Linked DNA regions of Mus musculus: all the other regions are linked to region 1. A link is a contact called in public HiChIP or PLAC-seq data. All regions are on one chromosome and are shown on one strand. The core of a region is the stretch at or near the end of the contact, and the rest is flanking DNA. Distances in the headings are between cores, read along the strand shown. Region 1 holds the start of Kcnk1 (potassium channel, subfamily K, member 1). Region 2 holds the start of Rbm34 (RNA binding motif protein 34). Region 3 holds the start of Tomm20 (translocase of outer mitochondrial membrane 20).

The links. HiChIP or PLAC-seq counts read pairs in DNA pulled down with a chosen protein or histone mark.
Region 2: a contact with region 1 is called in an H3K27ac HiChIP or PLAC-seq map of embryonic stem cells, with 10 times the contacts expected there. The contact joins the promoter of Rbm34 here to the promoter of Kcnk1 in region 1. A contact is called at or near these places in 5 of 115 datasets of contacts at active chromatin or transcription factors (embryonic stem cells, epiblast stem cells, forebrain and 1 more).
Region 3: a contact with region 1 is called in an H3K27ac HiChIP or PLAC-seq map of embryonic stem cells, with 3 times the contacts expected there. The contact joins the promoter of Tomm20 here to the promoter of Kcnk1 in region 1. A contact is called at or near these places in 1 of 39 promoter capture datasets (hippocampal neurons) and 4 of 115 datasets of contacts at active chromatin or transcription factors (astrocytes, embryonic midbrain, embryonic stem cells and 1 more).

Annotation. Positions count from the first base shown.
Region 1 is chr8:125,993,508-125,996,681 of GRCm38.p6, reverse strand. Kcnk1 (potassium channel, subfamily K, member 1) reads right to left here and starts at 1,580. Exons shown (of 3, transcript NM_008430.2): 1 at 868-1,580. The coding sequence starts at 1,222.
Region 2 is chr8:126,969,417-126,972,590 of GRCm38.p6, reverse strand. It overlaps Rbm34 (RNA binding motif protein 34), which reads left to right and starts at 1,542. Exons shown (of 11, transcript NM_172762.3): 1 at 1,542-1,601; 2 at 1,682-1,853; 3 at 2,463-2,608. The coding sequence starts at 1,552.
Region 3 is chr8:126,944,490-126,947,663 of GRCm38.p6, reverse strand. It overlaps Tomm20 (translocase of outer mitochondrial membrane 20), which reads left to right and starts at 1,743. Exons shown (of 5, transcript NM_024214.2): 1 at 1,743-2,060. The coding sequence starts at 1,940. LOC115486982 (a long non-coding RNA gene) reads left to right here and starts at 2,067. Exons shown (of 2, transcript XR_003947623.1): 1 at 2,067-3,174. It overlaps LOC115487043 (a small nucleolar RNA gene), which reads left to right and starts at 2,684; the gene lies at 2,684-2,817. It overlaps Rbm34 (RNA binding motif protein 34), which reads left to right. Exons shown (of 11, transcript NM_172762.3): 11 at 1-492.

The DNA of each region.
Region 1 (3,174 bases), core at 331-2,830:
GTGCCTGCCAAAAGGGGCCATTTCAAAAATTGGATCTCATGCATAAGAAGAAGGCACGGTACTGAGGCCCTTTGAGAGTCCCTCTGGCTGTCCGTGCACCGTTTATGTCCTTCCTAGCCTGCACGCATGGCTAGCCACCACTGACGAAACCTGGCCTCTCTCCATCTAGTCTAACTGCTATGCCCCTGGGCATGTATGTTCAGCTGGATTTCTAAGCCTCTTGAAGACGTTGAAGCCTCAAAGTAGAAGAGAAGCTCAACGCACCTAAAGTTGAAGTAACCGCTGATTCAGGAAGCCCCACCATGTGGGGCCCAGGTCAAGTGACTCCCTTCCCTTCTCCCACCCTTCCTCCTACTCTGAAACCCCCATAGGCCTGCCTGCTTAGAGGTCACCTGCAGAGAGCAGAGTGATGTCACCACTGTCCCCAAAACAGATCCAAAGAAGCTGTAATAGGTCTACAGTAGGGAAGGGAGTCACAGTCATGAAGGTGACCCATCCAAGGGTCATTGCTAGGTTTCTCGGCCTGGGGTCTCTGGGATGGGGCCAGAAGGAGGCGAACGCTCTTAAGCACAGGATACTCTCCTCATCTCCTGGTCTTGCTGCTCAGTTGCCAGGACAGAAATGTCGGGGACCTACCCTCCCATCAGCTCCTACCTGCTCCTCACAAGGACGGAGAAGTGAATGAGACCCCTGCAGCCTCAAGGTCCAGAGTGTTTGAGACCATTCCCAAAGAGTAACAGCTGCAGTACCCATATCGTGCTCCGGGGTCACCTCACTGGCTGCCGCCACTGCGAGCCACCGCAGGATGCGCCCAGCGGAGGCCTGGGGACGCCGGGGTTTGGGGTAAGGTGGCAGCAGCGGCCCTACCTGTGGTGGAGAGCACGGTGCTGGCGAAGAAGAGCGCCGAGGTGAAGTCCCAATTCCAATTTCCCGAGGCGTTGCTGAGCACCGACACTCCATAATTGCTGGCCTCCAGCACGCGGCCCAGGAACTGCTCCAGCTGCGGCTCCGACAGGCACTCGTGCTCCTCCAGGAAGCGCCGCTTCAGCTTGCGCAGCTCCTGGCGCAGCAGGTCCTCATAAGGCAGCTCCACGGACGAGAAGACCACGGCGCCGAACACCAGGTAGAGCAGGTAGCCCAGCACCAGGAAGCCGAAGCACCAGGCCGAACGGTGCCGCTCCACCAGGCGCACGCACGAGCTGCCGGCCAGGGACTGCAGCATCTTCCCGGCGCCCGCGCTCCGCGCCTCCCGCCGCCGCTCCCTTTCCTGGTTTCGTGCAAATACAAGAGGCCAGATGATGTGGCGGTGACGTGGTGGCCGGCTCAGGTAGCGGGAGTTGGTCGGGCGGAGCGCTCTCACCCACTTGGCGGGAGCTGCTGGCTGCCCGCGCCCCCTACCTGGCTTCCGAAACCGGAAAGTGCAGGTTTGGTGGCGCCAGACCCTGGCCAGGCCACCCGGAGGCTGCCTGGCTCCCTCTTCCCTTCCCCAGTGCAGTCAGCAGGCCTGAGCTGAGAGAGAGAGAGAGAGAGAGAGAGAGAGAGAGAGTGTGCGCGCGCGCGCGCGCGCCACCGTAACCCCCGTCCTAGCTACTTTTGTCCCCCCAGGCATTCCTCCTGATTAAAGCTACTATAGCCAAATACCAAGGGTACAGATAGATCCTGTCTTCCTCTGTCTTGTTGACTGGACAGCTAAGCCATTTGCTGCCCAGACTATTGAAAATACAATGAACCTCTTTCTAAAAAGCTACTTGAATCCTCTCCTGACCCCATCCTCCACCTGGAACAGGAAAACACAGCTTCTGGATTTTAGCCTAAACAATACCCCAAACTTTAAGGACTTCGTGGTCAGGAGACAGAAATGGAAATGTGCGCTAGGGCACGGAGGAACTGATGGTGGATGAGGTTGGGTTCTACATTTCTGCATAGACATGTGCAGCCGTGTGCTTCTAGAGTCTAGCTGTGTGCTTCTAGGGGTGGGGGTGGAGGACCTGACTCTGTGACACTTCCTAGAGAAGGATGACAGTCACATACATAAGACTCAGCATAGCTGTATCCTGTCTTATATATCGTGCCATACATCATACCTATTGTCTTAGGTTTTTATTGCTGTGAAGAGACGCCATGACCACAGCCGTTCTCATAAAGGAAAATATTTACCTGGGTCTGGTTTACGGTTTTAGAGGTTTAGTCTATAATTATCATGACTGGGAACATGGTGGCACACAGGCAGACATGATACTGGAGAAAGAGCGGAGTGTTCTACATCTGGATTGGCAAACAGGAGAGAGAGAGAGAGAGAGAGAGAGAGAGAGAGAAAGAATAAAACTGGGTCAGCGTGAGCATTTAAAACCTCAAAGCTCAATCCCCTGCGACACACTTCCTCCAACAAGGCTACACCTCCTAATAGCGCCACTCCCTATGAGCCTGTGGGGGCCATTTTCATTCAAACCACCACTCCACACACAGAGGTGTATTTTTGTCATTACATGCACATGGAGTCAAGAGTCAGGGACATTCTAAAGGCTCCTAACTAGGGGAATGGGAGCAGGAAAGATGACGTAGTGGTAAAGTACTTGGGTACCCAGACTTGTGGTCAGACACTCAGGACTCGAATTAAAAAAAAAAATGTTGAAGCATCATCATCATCATCATAGCATTATCATTATTATCAATGTCTCCAATGAACTCCGGGAATGGACTCCGGTTGCCGGGACCGTGGTTAGCACCTGGACTGCTGAACCGTTCCCCAGCCAAGATGACATCTGATCTTTAAAGATGAATTTGAAGACTATGCAGACGTAAGCACAGCTGTCTGGAATCTCAAATATGCGAACCGTTTATGCTGTACCCTGTAACAGAACTGTGTCTGCAAAGCAGGCTAACATGTAGAAGTAGAACTGCCTCCAGCAGCTGTTTGTGGGGAAGTAGAGGAGAGAGGTAGCTTCAATTTCTTATATTAAAAAAAAATACTCCTCATCTATGGTAGATGATATCAGTAAGAGAAAGCATTAAAGTAAATCCGAATTAATCTAAATACTTGGAAAATTCCATCATCTGCCTACTGAACAGACGTTCTTAGAAGTCATATATTCATAGAGAGTGTGCAGCAGATTTACTCTTTTTTTTTTTTTTTAATTTTAGTGAATAATCTCACCTCCTGCCTTCCTCAGAGAT
Region 2 (3,174 bases), core at 293-2,792, 980 kb before region 1:
GCACCTCCAATCAATCAAGTTAAATGTGGCCATTTCTGCTGTGTTACTAGGTTCTCTTCCTTAACATAGGGCTGGCTGGAGCTGCTAGTGCAGGGGCCTCGGAAACCTCTCAAGGGTTAGAGTTGGCCCATTACTGAAAGGGAGGAATGAGAAGCCTAGGCTGACTCCGTGACAGACTTCAAATAGGAGTTTAGGAGACCAGGCCTAAAAACTGGGCAAGTCCAGACAAGTCAATTACTAACAGGAAAAAGCCCAGGCTCCAGCTTTCATGCCCAGGTAATGGAATGTCCCAGCCACCTGGCCTGAAGCAAGCACAATGGGTCAGCAGCAGTTTCCAGAGTTCCTCAGTAACAGTTCCCAGACCTCCCCAGCAAGTTTCCAGCCCCCACATCCCAGTAATGGAATGTCAGTATCCCTAGAGATAGACCCAACATATTAACATAGAGGTCACCTACCCCAGCATTCCCTAATGTGCTTTAAATCTGGCCTGCAAGCTCACTTGGGTGTCTCTCTATCTTGGTAACTGGGGAGATCCCAACATGCTGGACTTCCTGCAGGCAAAAGAGGCTACGACCGCATATCCCAGAATAGCCTCAAAATCATGGCCAAGCTCTACCTAGGCCCTAGAGAACAGGGATTACAAATATAAGCCACTATTAAAAAAAAATCTAAGTATGAATTTACTTAAAGAATGACGGGAGGTGGGGAGGGGGCTGGTGAGATGGCTCAGTGGATAAGAGCACTGACTGCTCTTCCTCAGAAGGTCTTGAGTTCAAATCCCAGGAACCACATGGTGGCTCACATCCATCCATAATGAGATCTGACACCCTCTTCTGGTGTGTCTGAAGACAGCTACAATGTACTTATGTATAATAATAAATAAATATAAAAATAAATGACAGGGCGGCTTTGAAGACGGAATAGTACAAGGATGTGACCAGTTAAACTGTGATCCCAAATACTTGTTTTCTGCCGACTTTGAAACGTCAAACTTCGGGAAAGGTGTACCCTTCCCCGACTGCTAAGACACATCCCTGTAGCCCCATTTCTCTTGGAAACCTCCTTCCTTAATGAGCTGTGGCCGACAGCCTTCCCTAAGCCTGGGGGGCGGGGGGGCTTGTTTTATTTGAGACGAGGTAGCTATGCTGGAGCCATGTGGTTTTAGCCGGTCCTGGAAATCGAGGTAATCCGGCTACTTCGAGCCCCAAATTCTGGGATTAAAGACCTAAGCCACTATGTCAGGTTTTAGCTGACCCTCGTACTAACACGAGGCCTCAGCTACTCGTGAGACTTGCTGCACTCCCTCAGCCTAGGTTTCCCTGAGACGCCTGCGGACTGCAAAACCATTAGTATTAAGCATAGCGCGGCTCCTGCGCAGCCACGGGCTGAATGGGGAGAGGGGGTGTGGTCCTGAGCGGAAGAGCTCAGCCTTAGAACGGAAGTAGTCGGAACCCGGAGGCTGCCGGAACCCGGAACCAGAGGGAACGCATGACTAGTCGGATCCCAGAAGCGCGGACCTAGGACTTCCATCCCGGAAGCTCAGTTTTCAGCATGGCTCTGGGAGGGGAGGAACGCAAGAGAAGGAAGGGCTCGGAGCGGAGGTGAGTGGCGGCGGGCGTTGGTGTGGATGGGTTGGCGGTGAGTGGCGCGGCGTGGCTGAAGAGTGCTCTTGTGTTTGCAGACAGAGCTCTGGAGACGGCGTGAGCTGTGCGGCCAGCGACTACCTGGTGGGACAGGTCGCCGACAGCTTGCGGGGCGGCCCGCGGCCTCCTGGAGGCGGGACGGGGCGGCTGGCCGCTCTCTTCAGCACCGCGGAGCCATCGGCTCCTCCTGTATTTGTGCCTGTGCCCCAGGTGAGTCGCCGGGCTGCACCCTGAGTATCCCGGTAGAGAGAGATGTAGAGGGTCACTCTCCTGACAGCAGTGACTGTCTGGTCCTTTGAGCAGGGCTAGCGCTTCACCCTCAGCCTATTTGATTGGCAGGGTCACCTGTAGACCGTGTAAGCCTCAAATTTCAGTTATGTATCCGAGGATGAACTAAACTCCTGATCCTTCTCCAGCCTTGAGTTCTGAGATTACAGAGTCGCTCCCACCATGTCCGACTTGACTTTTTTATTTTGAGACAGGATCACACTAGTTGCGCACGCTTAGAATACACGGTAACCCAGATTCTATATTCCTGCCTCACCTTTCCACTGAATGGCTGGTGCTGCAAGAATATTCTGCTTCTCTCCGTAACCCGTGAAGAAGTATCCATGTAGAAAGGCACATCGGAGTACTGCTCAGGGACTTGGAGACGGAGGGACTTTGCTATGTAGCTCTGGCTGGCCTGGCACAGTTCCTCCTGCCTCTATTCCTGAATACTGGAATTACAGATATAAGCCACAACACACAGCTTTAGGGTCAGGATTTTTTTTTTTTTTAAAGTTTGAGGTTTTAAATATGACTTCAAACTTTTGAAAGGAAACATCTAAAAAAAGAAAACTTGATGATGATGATGATGATGAAGAAGAGAGTGTGTCCCAAACTAAAAAGCCAGTTTTGCAAGAGCCTTCGAGAAAAGTGAAAGTGAAGAAACTCTCTGATGCAGACAAAAGACTGGCAAACAGGTTGGTAGAAATCTCCTTTTTGCTATATTAAATACCTCAGGCAGTTTTTTTTTTTTTTTTTTTAATGTTCATCTTAATTTTTTTCACTGCATATTCTGAAATTTAAAAAATACATTATACAAAGTCTCATACAGGGTTAAAAGATACAAGAAAGCCATTTATCCTAAGCGAACAGATACTGGTAGATCAGCTTTTTAGGTCTTTGTGTCCATCACTGCTTCTTGATTCTGAGCCAGCCTTGTTAGGACTTTAACCCCTTCTCTGTTTTCTGAGTTGGGATTTCTGAGTTAGTGTGTCTGTCAAATGTGAATTTGGTTTTCATAGGAACCAAATTTCCCTTACTAACTTAAAATTCCTTTTACATAATATTTGAGTTAGTATCCAAACAGATACACTACTTTTCTATTGAGTGTTCCTCATTCTTTCTTGGAGACTTCTTGCATCCCAGGTGGACCTTAAACTCACTCTGCAACCTAAGCTGTACTTCAGCTTCCACAAACCCTTGGCTCTCAATTCCTTCTCGCTGCTTCAAGCCTATTTTCTTTTCCCATTTTTACACTCTCCTC
Region 3 (3,174 bases), core at 494-2,993, 950 kb before region 1:
CTCACATTAAATAAATATTAAAAAATAAATAAAAGTGTGTAGCTTTTACAGCAGAGAAAGCTCTATTTCCTGTATCCAAGACTGGATAATTTATGGTTGGTTTTCCTTACAGTATTTAGAACCTTTTCAGTTAAATTTCAGCAATTTTACCTGATCACTCTGGAGCATTTTTGCATAAACTATATAAAGATGTAACATTAGATTGTGCGTGCATATATAATCTATGTACAACTTACAGCTCCTGTGAGTGAGCAGGTTATATACATGCATAGATGTAACTTTATTTAATATGTGTATGATGTGAATGTGGAGGCCAGAAGAAAACTCTGGAGTTTTCTCCTTCCAAAGCATGGACTCACTCAGCCATCTCACTGGCCCTAGATACTTTGGAATTCGGTACTGTGTAACTGTTGAAATTCCTCCTTTAGAATGTGTGTGCTACTATGATTGTGTAAATCATTAAAAAATGTATTTTGTAGGAAATTTTCTAAAGATGCTTAGTGTAATTTCTTGGTACGTTCTATCTGATAAAATACTTAATAGCCACAAGACTATGTATATAAGTGGTCAAGAGTGGATAGAAGTTGGCTTTGTTATAAAAGTGCTGGCTAAGTACTGATTAGTCATGAGTATGAAACATTTTTTTCTTGTAAACTTTTTTTCTCCCTTAACATAGCTTCAAAAAATCCTTAAAGGGGCTAGAGAGATGGCTCAGCAGTTAAGAGCACTGGCTATTCTTCCAGAGGTGCTGAGTTCAATTCCCAGCGACCACACGGTGGCTCACGACCATCTGTAATGCTATCTAATGCTCTTTTCTGGTACGAAGGTGTACATGCAGGTAGAGCACTCATATGCATAAATGAAAAAAAAAAGCATTCTTACAATGAGAGGTGCAGGAAAGGCTTGCATCGGCTACCTCTTATCACTGTACCCAATTCTCAGAGACTGCAGCATAGCTTGTCACTGTCCCAGGTTTCGATGTTTCCTCAGTGAAGGGAGCAGTTGCTGTACCAGACTGCCTTTCCTTCAAAAGCCAGCCACAAGTGTGGTGGGTGGGTTCGAGCATTAGTAACGAGCTGGTTGGGAATCTTGATGGGGGTTGTGGAGGAGGGAGAGAACGACAAGACTGCAGTTTAATGACGGCACAAATCAGGGCCACCCATAGACTTTTTTTTTTTTTTTTTTTGCCCTTCTGCATTCCTTACAGGTTAAATTTTTTTGAACGAATTAACCCATTTTTCTTCTCCGCACCAGGGCTACATCATAAAATTATTTTGCAGTCAATCATTGTGTCTAATCTCAGTCACAACGCAATTTACAAAGCAAATACTGCCAGATCAGGCGGCTCAGGTCTTCCTTTAAAACCACAGCTCAGAGGATGAGGCAAAAGGATTGCAGGTTCGAGGCCAGGGCAGACTACACAGCAAGTTCCAGACCCTACTATGCTACAAGGGGAGAGCCCGTCTCAAAAACCTAAAAAGCAAACGCATGCACTTCAAGTCACAGGCTTCCTGAAGGACACAGTGAGATGAGATGCTGTTCTCAGCCGGCTCCCACCTTCGTCTTTCATTAGCAAGGACAGTGGATTAGAGGCTTCTGACTCAGCACGCCACAAACACGTGCTGCCCCTGACCCCCTGGTCACGGGATGACGCACAAATCCTTCTGCAGTGCACGCCCCGCCCCCAGCTTGGCGTCTCAGCCGCGCAGACTGGGTCCATCTGCGCGTGCGCACCAGGCGTTCCCGCGCAGGCACCGCCGCGGACAGCCCGCCGCGGACCTTCCCCCGGGGTCCTCGCGCGCCGGAAGTCCTCGCGCTCGGCCTTTTCCGTCTGGACTGGAGGCAGGCGGCTGCGAGCGGCCGGCGTGCTCCGATCGGTCGGAGCTAACCGCTGCCAGGCGGGCTGCCGCGGCCCGGCGTACGCCCCAGTCGAGCGAAGATGGTGGGCCGGAACAGCGCCATCGCCGCGGGCGTGTGCGGTGCCCTCTTCATCGGGTACTGCATCTACTTCGACCGCAAAAGGCGGAGTGACCCCAACTTCAAGAACAGGCTTCGAGAACGTGAGTGGGCCCCGCGCGCCCCCGAGTGCTCCCCGGCGTCGCGCTCTTGCGGCCAGGGTCCCGCCTGTGCCCGCGGGCCTCCATCTTGGAGGCGACCTGGCTCCATCTTGCTGGCGGTGGAATGCATGCTGATTCGGGGGAGGGGTAGCACTTTTTTGCCTTTCCCCAGCTCTGTAATTCTGGGGGATGGGGGGTGGGAGACAGGTCTTTAGCTCAGGTTAAGGTGGTTATCCTCCAGTTTCAAGGTCTCACCACGCCCAGCTCCATTCCCCCCCACTCAACTTGTGTTGAAGACAGGGTCCTCCTGTGTAGCTCAGGCTGTAACCCGCGCTAGCCTCGACCTCGTGGCAGCCAGCACCACCACCACCTCCCCAGCCCCCCGCTTCAACCTAGTGCTGTGATAACAGGCACGAGCCTTTCTCTATAACAGTCACCGTTGAAAACAATCATTCTTTATGTGTGTTTACGACAGGGGACTGCTGCAGTTGGTAGGTCGGCTTCGAACTCTTGGTGCCTCTCATTGCTAGCTTTTCAGACGGGTGCCTACCCCGAAGGCGGTGGTGCTCTATTCAGCAAACCCGTCGACGGTGCTGCCCCAGCACTAGCACAGTGGGGTGTCGTCCTTGCATTCTTAAACCCTCTTGGCAGCTTTGCTCTGGTGCTTCCAAGATATGAGTGAATGCTAGACAAAGTGCGGGGGAGTCCAAAGGGCTGCGCTCCTCACGTGGCTCAGTCTTATTTCATACCTGCGACATCTTCAAAGAGTTTTACCGGAGGGAAATCTTGGCACGCCTTGGGAAGTCATGGACATGTGATCCACCCATGAATTTACAGAGACTCTTTATTTTTCAATATATAGTCTGAAAGCACATTTGTTGGAATAATCTGGCCTTTTTTGTTTCGCTTTCTTGGGGGCTGCAGTCAGTCAGTTACTCCATTCTCTCGAATTTCTAAATGAGTTTTTTAATTTTTCGTAGTTATATATGGTCGGAGACTAATGAATTAGACGTACATCCTTTAATACTCATTATAGGACTTCCAGGACTTTTTGAGCCCGTAGGCCCCAAGTAGCCTCATCGTTTTCTTCACGTGGGGAGATAAGGAGAGTGTGTTT